Regions from separate parts of the Ovis canadensis genome. Here region 2 is linked to region 1. A link is a contact called in public Hi-C data. All regions are on one chromosome and are shown on one strand. The core of a region is the stretch at or near the end of the contact, and the rest is flanking DNA. Distances in the headings are between cores, read along the strand shown. Region 1 overlaps EPB41L2 (erythrocyte membrane protein band 4.1 like 2). Region 2 holds the start of EPB41L2 (erythrocyte membrane protein band 4.1 like 2).

Region 1 (3,089 bases), core at 411-2,910:
ACCCTGGGTCTGGGGAGCTTTACTGTCCGACTGAGGGAAATAGACTAGGAAAAAGTCAAAGTGTGGGTCACAGTCAAGATCCTGTGATTCCGTAAAAGCTAAGTGGTGAGGAGAGGTGGCTTTTGATGTGTTCTGGGTCATAGGGAGAGAGCTTTCTGCAACTTAGAGTCATGGGTTTACCACATAACATGTAGTCAGTTGTAGAAAATTGAAAATTGATTTTTAGAGGGTTGTGAGGGCGACAAAGCTCTGTAAAAGTTTATGTGGACAGTCATGGGGATTGTGAGTTAGAAGTTCTGGCTTCTTTCTTTTTTGACTGTCTCGTTGACTTAAAAAAACAATAAATGAGCATTAGCATCCCTGTGTGATCTTGGCTCTGCCTTTGGAATGTAAGTAAGAATGGACAAACACATCTGGACGTTCCTTGTCCCTCTTCCCGTGCTCTGAGGAGTAAAAGCTCAACAGTAAATTGTAAGACCTTCTATAGCTTTCTAGTCTGAACTTGAGAGGTGGAGAGTTTCGTTTCGCTTCCTATGGGGCCATGTTGGTCAGGTGTTGGTGGTGGCAAGCAGGCCACAGTTCCATGGCTTTTAAAAAAGGGATCAAAGCATGTGGAGTGGAGAGTTAGGCAGTTTGGGTAGAGGCCCAGGTTCCTGTGGCTCTTCATCTCCAGTTGCCAAGAGTTGCCGTGTCAACCCCCTGGTCAGGTACCACATCTCTGGGGTGGTCCCTGCTGGAGAAGTAGTGGAGTTGGGAATCTTCACTGGACTGGCTTAGTGTGAATGAAGGGTGACAGAAAGGGTCAGCCCCCACTCATTGTTCTGGGGAGCAAATGTGTGTTAGGGGAACTCCTTATGTGTGTTTTCCTTAAAATTTGCAGTTAAGCTTTATGGATTAATTGGACCATCTTAAGTAGGCTTGGGGAGTTACTACTCCCTTTAGTGGCTGTTTTCTGTGGGGAAGAAATAATAAGAGCTGACATTTACTTACTTAGAGTTTGTTGTTGTTCAGTTGCCAAGTCATGTCCGATTCTGTGACCCCATGGACTCCCATCCGCAGCTTCGCTTTTGTCATTCTTATCTCATTCCCCCCTGTGCTCACTCCTTCCCCAACAAAGTCCTCACTTCATCTGGGGTTGGGGTGTATGTCTGTTTTTTCCTGTTTCCAAGGCAGTGACTCAAAATCTGGCCTGTCATGAGTCAGTTCAGTTCAGTCCCTCAGTCGTGTCGACTGTTTGCGACCCCATGGACGGCAGCACACCAGGCTTCCCTGTCCATCACCAACTCCCGGAGTTTGCTCAAACCCACGTCCCTCGAGTCGGTGATGCCATCCAACCATCTCATCCTCTGTCGTCCCCTTCTCCTCATGCCTTCAGTCTTTCCCAGCATCACGGTCTTTTCCAATGAGTCAGTTCTTTCTGGACTGCGTATAGACAGGAGTGCAGAATTAGTCCTTCTCAAGCCTGCTGGAAGTTAACAGTTTAGAGCTGCTGAAGTTTGACCTTCAGGGAGGGTCCTGCCAGTGATGGCTGTGCTCTACACAATGTGTTTAAAGCTGTAAAGTTCTGAGTGTAGGATTCCTAAGCAGAGTACAGTCACGTGTGACTGTGAGGTTTTCTTGTGCCAGGAAAGACTGTGTTTTTATGTTAAATAGCATTGGGTGGCCTAAGGGATTCTAGCCACAGCTGCATTCCAGAGACAGTTCAGAGCCATGGCTGGTAATGACATCACCACCGCAGGTGCCAGATCATCCCTTTTTTTTTTTTTTTTTTCCCAATATAGCCTGCCCATGCCTTTTTTTCTTAAAGGACATTTAAGTACTACTGTGAGGATTTGTTGCAGAATAAGTATGAAATCCAGTTTTGGGGGTGTGTGTGTGTATGTGTGTAGGTAGAGAGAAGAAAATAAAGTGCTTTTGGAAGATCACGCAGTCCCAGAAATTCCAGTTTTAGGTTACTTGCGTTCAATCACTCCCAAGAGATTTTGATGGGAAGGGGTGGGACGGAGGAGGGTGTTCAGACTAGAAGAGAAAAGTAGCTGTGAAAGAAAAAGGATGAGGGGCTTCCTCCCTCTACCTTCCCTCTTATCCAAGATTGGCCTGGAGTGTTTCCAAGAGAACTCTGATTTCCAGTGTATTTCACAGAGGCTGAAGAGCTCTGATTCCAAATGTCAAGCTTGGATTCAGGGATTGGATTTTTTTTTTAAAATGATAAATTTATGTGTTTGTTGAATAAAATTTGCAATACAGAGAAACATAAATAGTAAAAGCCATCCTCATTCCCACTTTAAGACATAATTCATATTTTTATTTTGTAAAAAATGCATTTGGTGGTGTTAGAATACATTCAGAGGTTATAGGATAAATACTTCAGTAAATGCATATTTATGTACATTTCACAAGAAAGGGCTCATACGATGGTTTTGACCATCATTTGATGGTTTATTTTCATTTAACTTTGTGTCACGTTTGCCATGCCAAGTAGTTTTTTTTTTTTTAGAATGCAGAATTTTAGAACTATGGGGTACTTTAAGAGGTAATGAATCCTCCCTATATTTAATAGATTAGGCAATTTAATAAAATGAAGTTAAATGACTTGCTCTAAATTCCCGTTACTTTCAGAACTGGAATTAGAACTGGTTCCATCTATTCCAGTATACTTTTAACTATCCCATTCTGCCTATTTTACTTTATGTACTGGCAAAAATTTGTGAATAATTATCTCTAGGATAAATTAGAGATTGTTGCCCCAGGTAATTTAATCCATCTCACTCTTAACTTTGAATATGAAAAAAAATTGAAACTTTGAGACTACTCACACACACCTGTGTAGTTAAATTAATTTGCCCCAAGTGATTTGGAGATGTTAGAAACCATTATGAGATGGCTGGATTGTTGCTATTTTAGGGTTATTTGATGTGAACCTTAAAGAAGTGAAGTTAGAAAATGTGTGCTTTACACTTAGCACAAGCATATTTGAAGTGTTTCTTTCTGTCATGTTAAAACCAATAAATCTCTTCAAACTTTTTAGTGGTCTTGCCAAACTGTTAATTATCATCTCCTTTGCCAAATTTCCTCTTCTCTGGAATTCT
Region 2 (3,089 bases), core at 298-2,797, 55 kb before region 1:
ACAAATAAAATAATTTTTTTAAAAAGTGGTATACAGAAGTGATTTGCAGACTTCAACAGATGATATAGCAGGGAACTTAATTTCCTCTATTAAGGACATTATGTTTTATAAATTATGCCTACATTTAATTTATTATATTGCATTAACATTTTAAAAGGGTTTCATCACAGGTAGATTAAGGTTCCATGGGTCCTAAATCTTATATAATTTTAGAGATTCTTTAAAAGAATAAAACAACACATGTGAAGTTAGTTTCAAGGTCTGCATAGTTTCAAGACCTGTGTAGTTTCAAGTCCTCATTTCATTGTAAATCTGCCTGAAAGTTTATAATAGTATTGTCTCATAATATTTCCTGGTCTTCTTTACCAGAACTGCTTTCTAGTCAGACTTCCTCTCTGTGGTAGTTAACATACCCTATTAAGTTTTACTTGAGTACTTAGCATAGAGGGCATTAAGTAAGTTAACTCATGTGTGGGACAGAGAACAATCCCTGGCACACAAAGTATGCAATAAATGTTAGATTTTATTATTTTTATTATTCATTGGCAGGATCTTAGCAAGTAACTTATCTTCCTGACTCTTATTTTCTTTGATGTAATGAAGATAACACTTGCCCTGCCTTTTTCATAAAATTCCTGTGAGGATCAAAAGATAAAATGTTAATACGCTTTGTTAACTGAAAATATCATACACGTGAAAGGTATTGTAACTGGTGTTTCATTTGACATTGGTAATTTCAGAAAAGACTGTTAAGGAAAGAAAAGATTTTACTTTGGCCGAGGTGGAGTCTTTAAAGATCTCAGTTGAGGTGGGAGGAGGCAAAGAACAAGAGGTACATGTGTGGCAGACGCTGGAGGCAATGACCAGGACAAGCCCGACCGACATGCCAACTTTCAGAGAAGAAGAAAGGAGTAGAATCTGAGAGAAAGCGATCTAATTATACAAAAGAATCGGAAGAAATCGTCTGTGTGTCTTTCCACAACTGGCCTGAACCTCGGGTTTCTAGCTTTTTTTCCCCTGCCACAGTCTGCTCTGCAGTCCAGGCTCCTAGGACCCTGCCTGGAGATCTACCCACACTTTGGGTTCAGTATAAAAGCCCCTCTTCCAGGGGGCTTCCCCAATCCCTCCTGTGCCTCATACAGGAGGAATAAACGGTTCCCTTTCACTGTCCTCTCTGTGAAAGCACTTCCACTCTAGACAGAGGAGAACCTAGTTTTCCTTATTTCTGTTTCACCAGGGCCTAGCTTGGGGTCTGCCACCGAAGAGGTGCTCAAGCAAGGTTTAGTCAGTGGATTCACTTTTAAGAAATAACTTTGGAAGTTGATAAAAGGGCATTTAATATCTGGATGCACGGGCTAAGAGCGGCTTGAACACAGGCATCAGCAGTCATTATCTAGGGTAGCTCCCAGGGCGAGTCGCGTCCTTTCCGCGCTGGGTACCCGGCGACTGCGAGCCGCTAATCCCGCTGAAAGAGTCGGTCGGACTAGCGGGGGCGGGGGCGTGGCCTGGGCGTAGGGGGCGTGTCGTGGCCCGCGGGGGTTTCCGCACCAGGGGCGCGTCCGGCGGGGATGCGGGAGGAGCTTCCGCCGCGAGGGGGCGGGGCTGGGGCGCTAGTCCTCTGACGGCCCCAGCCAGGGAATTTCAATTTGAAACCTAGCGGAGGGAGGAGGCGGGCGCGGCGGGCCGGCGACTGGGGCTGAAGCGGGACTGGTCCCGGCGGCTAGCGAGCTCCTGAGTACGGCGTCCGGGTAAGGAGGCGTGCGGAGCCGCGGAATGGCTGGCCCGGGACGGGGGAATCCCGGGGCCGAGCGTCTGGTCTCTGCGGATCTGCAGGGGCGGCTCGGATTTTTCCTGTGGCTGCAGCTGGGAAGCTGATCCCGGGCAGGAAGCGGTGGCGGGACGGTCCCACCGGGAGGGGGAGGGCTGCCGGTGTTGGGGTTTTCTGCGGCTCCCTGTCTGCCCTCCTCCCGATTCCCGACCCGGAGACCGGTCCTGTTACTACAGGCCGGATCTCCGCTTCCCCGCTCCACTGCGGTCCCCCTGCTTCTCCCTTCGTGAGAGCGGGGGCCGCGTCTGGTCGGCGCCGAGAGAGGTGGGGGCACGGTGAGGACTGCGCCTGCCCCGCGGGGGTGCCGTGGGCTCAGGGTCACGCGTCCCGGGCCCCGCGGCGCGGCTGCAAGAGGGATCCGGCTCCATCCTGGGCGCGGGCCGCGGCGCGCGAGTCTGTTCCGATGCGGAGCGGCCCCCTCCTTCGGGGCCGGGGGCACGCGGCGGCGGCAGCATTGCCCTTCAGCAGGATGGTTTTGGAAGAGGAAACGCGAGCCGAGGACGCCACGCGTCCCGGGGCGGGCCGCGCGCCTGGGCGCTCAGTGTAGCTGGGTTCGGGCGGCGTCACTCGCTCGGTCCCTCCAGACGCGGACCTCCCGACCAAAGTGGAGAGAAACGCACGTTTTGCTCTCTGATCCTTGTAGTCCCGGCACCCGGGTCATCTCACCAGCGATGGCTTATTTTTCTCCTCTGTTTGACGGCAGAATTGGGAGCATTTTTAGTTGCGCTGCTGGGGTAAGGACCAGCAGCGAGCAGGATTGGAATCAGAGTCTAAATCCCCAGCAGGAGTCCCTGCTCCGGGCAGCTCGGGAAGACGTCGGTCGTAATTTCTGAGATCTCTCATCTTTCTTGAGGTCAGGGTGTTTTGGCGAGGTTAGAAGAGCCCTTGCCTAGTCTATTATTTTGGGGAGGAGGTCTGTGTGGATCCTTCCTTCTGACTTAGGACGGTTAAATTGCATTCCCCATGAACAGCACAGCTGGCCGTTTTTAAGAGCTCTAGTGGGGTGAGAGGGAAGGAGGAACCTAGAGGATCTGTGAATATAGGTTCTCTTTTCTGAATCACATCCTTTCCTCAGTTTTTTTGAACTTCTCACATCTGAAATGGCACGTGTATGCCAGGCGTCTTGTTCTTGTTACTGTTATTTAAGCTTTTTTTAAAAATGAATCTTAACAGTTTATCCTTTATTCTTGCTTTTTTTTTTTCCAGTTCTCTTTTTATTTTTCCCTTGTTTTTTCCTTCTTTCACCGGAATCAGCTATTTC

Evidence for each region. Hi-C and Micro-C count contacts between places; a contact is called where the count stands out from the background.
Region 2: a Hi-C map of fibroblasts shows a contact between it and region 1, with 1.7 times the contacts expected there. The contact joins the promoter of EPB41L2 here to the enhancer-like site in region 1. A contact is called at or near these places in 2 of 2 Hi-C or Micro-C datasets (fibroblasts and lung).

What each region holds. Positions count from the first base shown.
Region 1 is chr8:67,347,117-67,350,205 of ARS-UI_OviCan_v2, reverse strand. All of the region lies in intron 1 of EPB41L2 (erythrocyte membrane protein band 4.1 like 2), which reads left to right. Among named protein-coding and RNA genes, the nearest start is that of EPB41L2, 55 kb to the left of the region's middle. Within about 2 kb of position 1,660, the one cell type or tissue checked has open chromatin away from gene starts, as enhancers often do. A contact at or near this core is called in fibroblasts, where this site is marked.
Region 2 is chr8:67,402,142-67,405,230 of ARS-UI_OviCan_v2, reverse strand. It overlaps EPB41L2 (erythrocyte membrane protein band 4.1 like 2), which reads left to right and starts at 1,547. Exons shown (of 18, transcript XM_069598420.1): 1 at 1,547-1,748.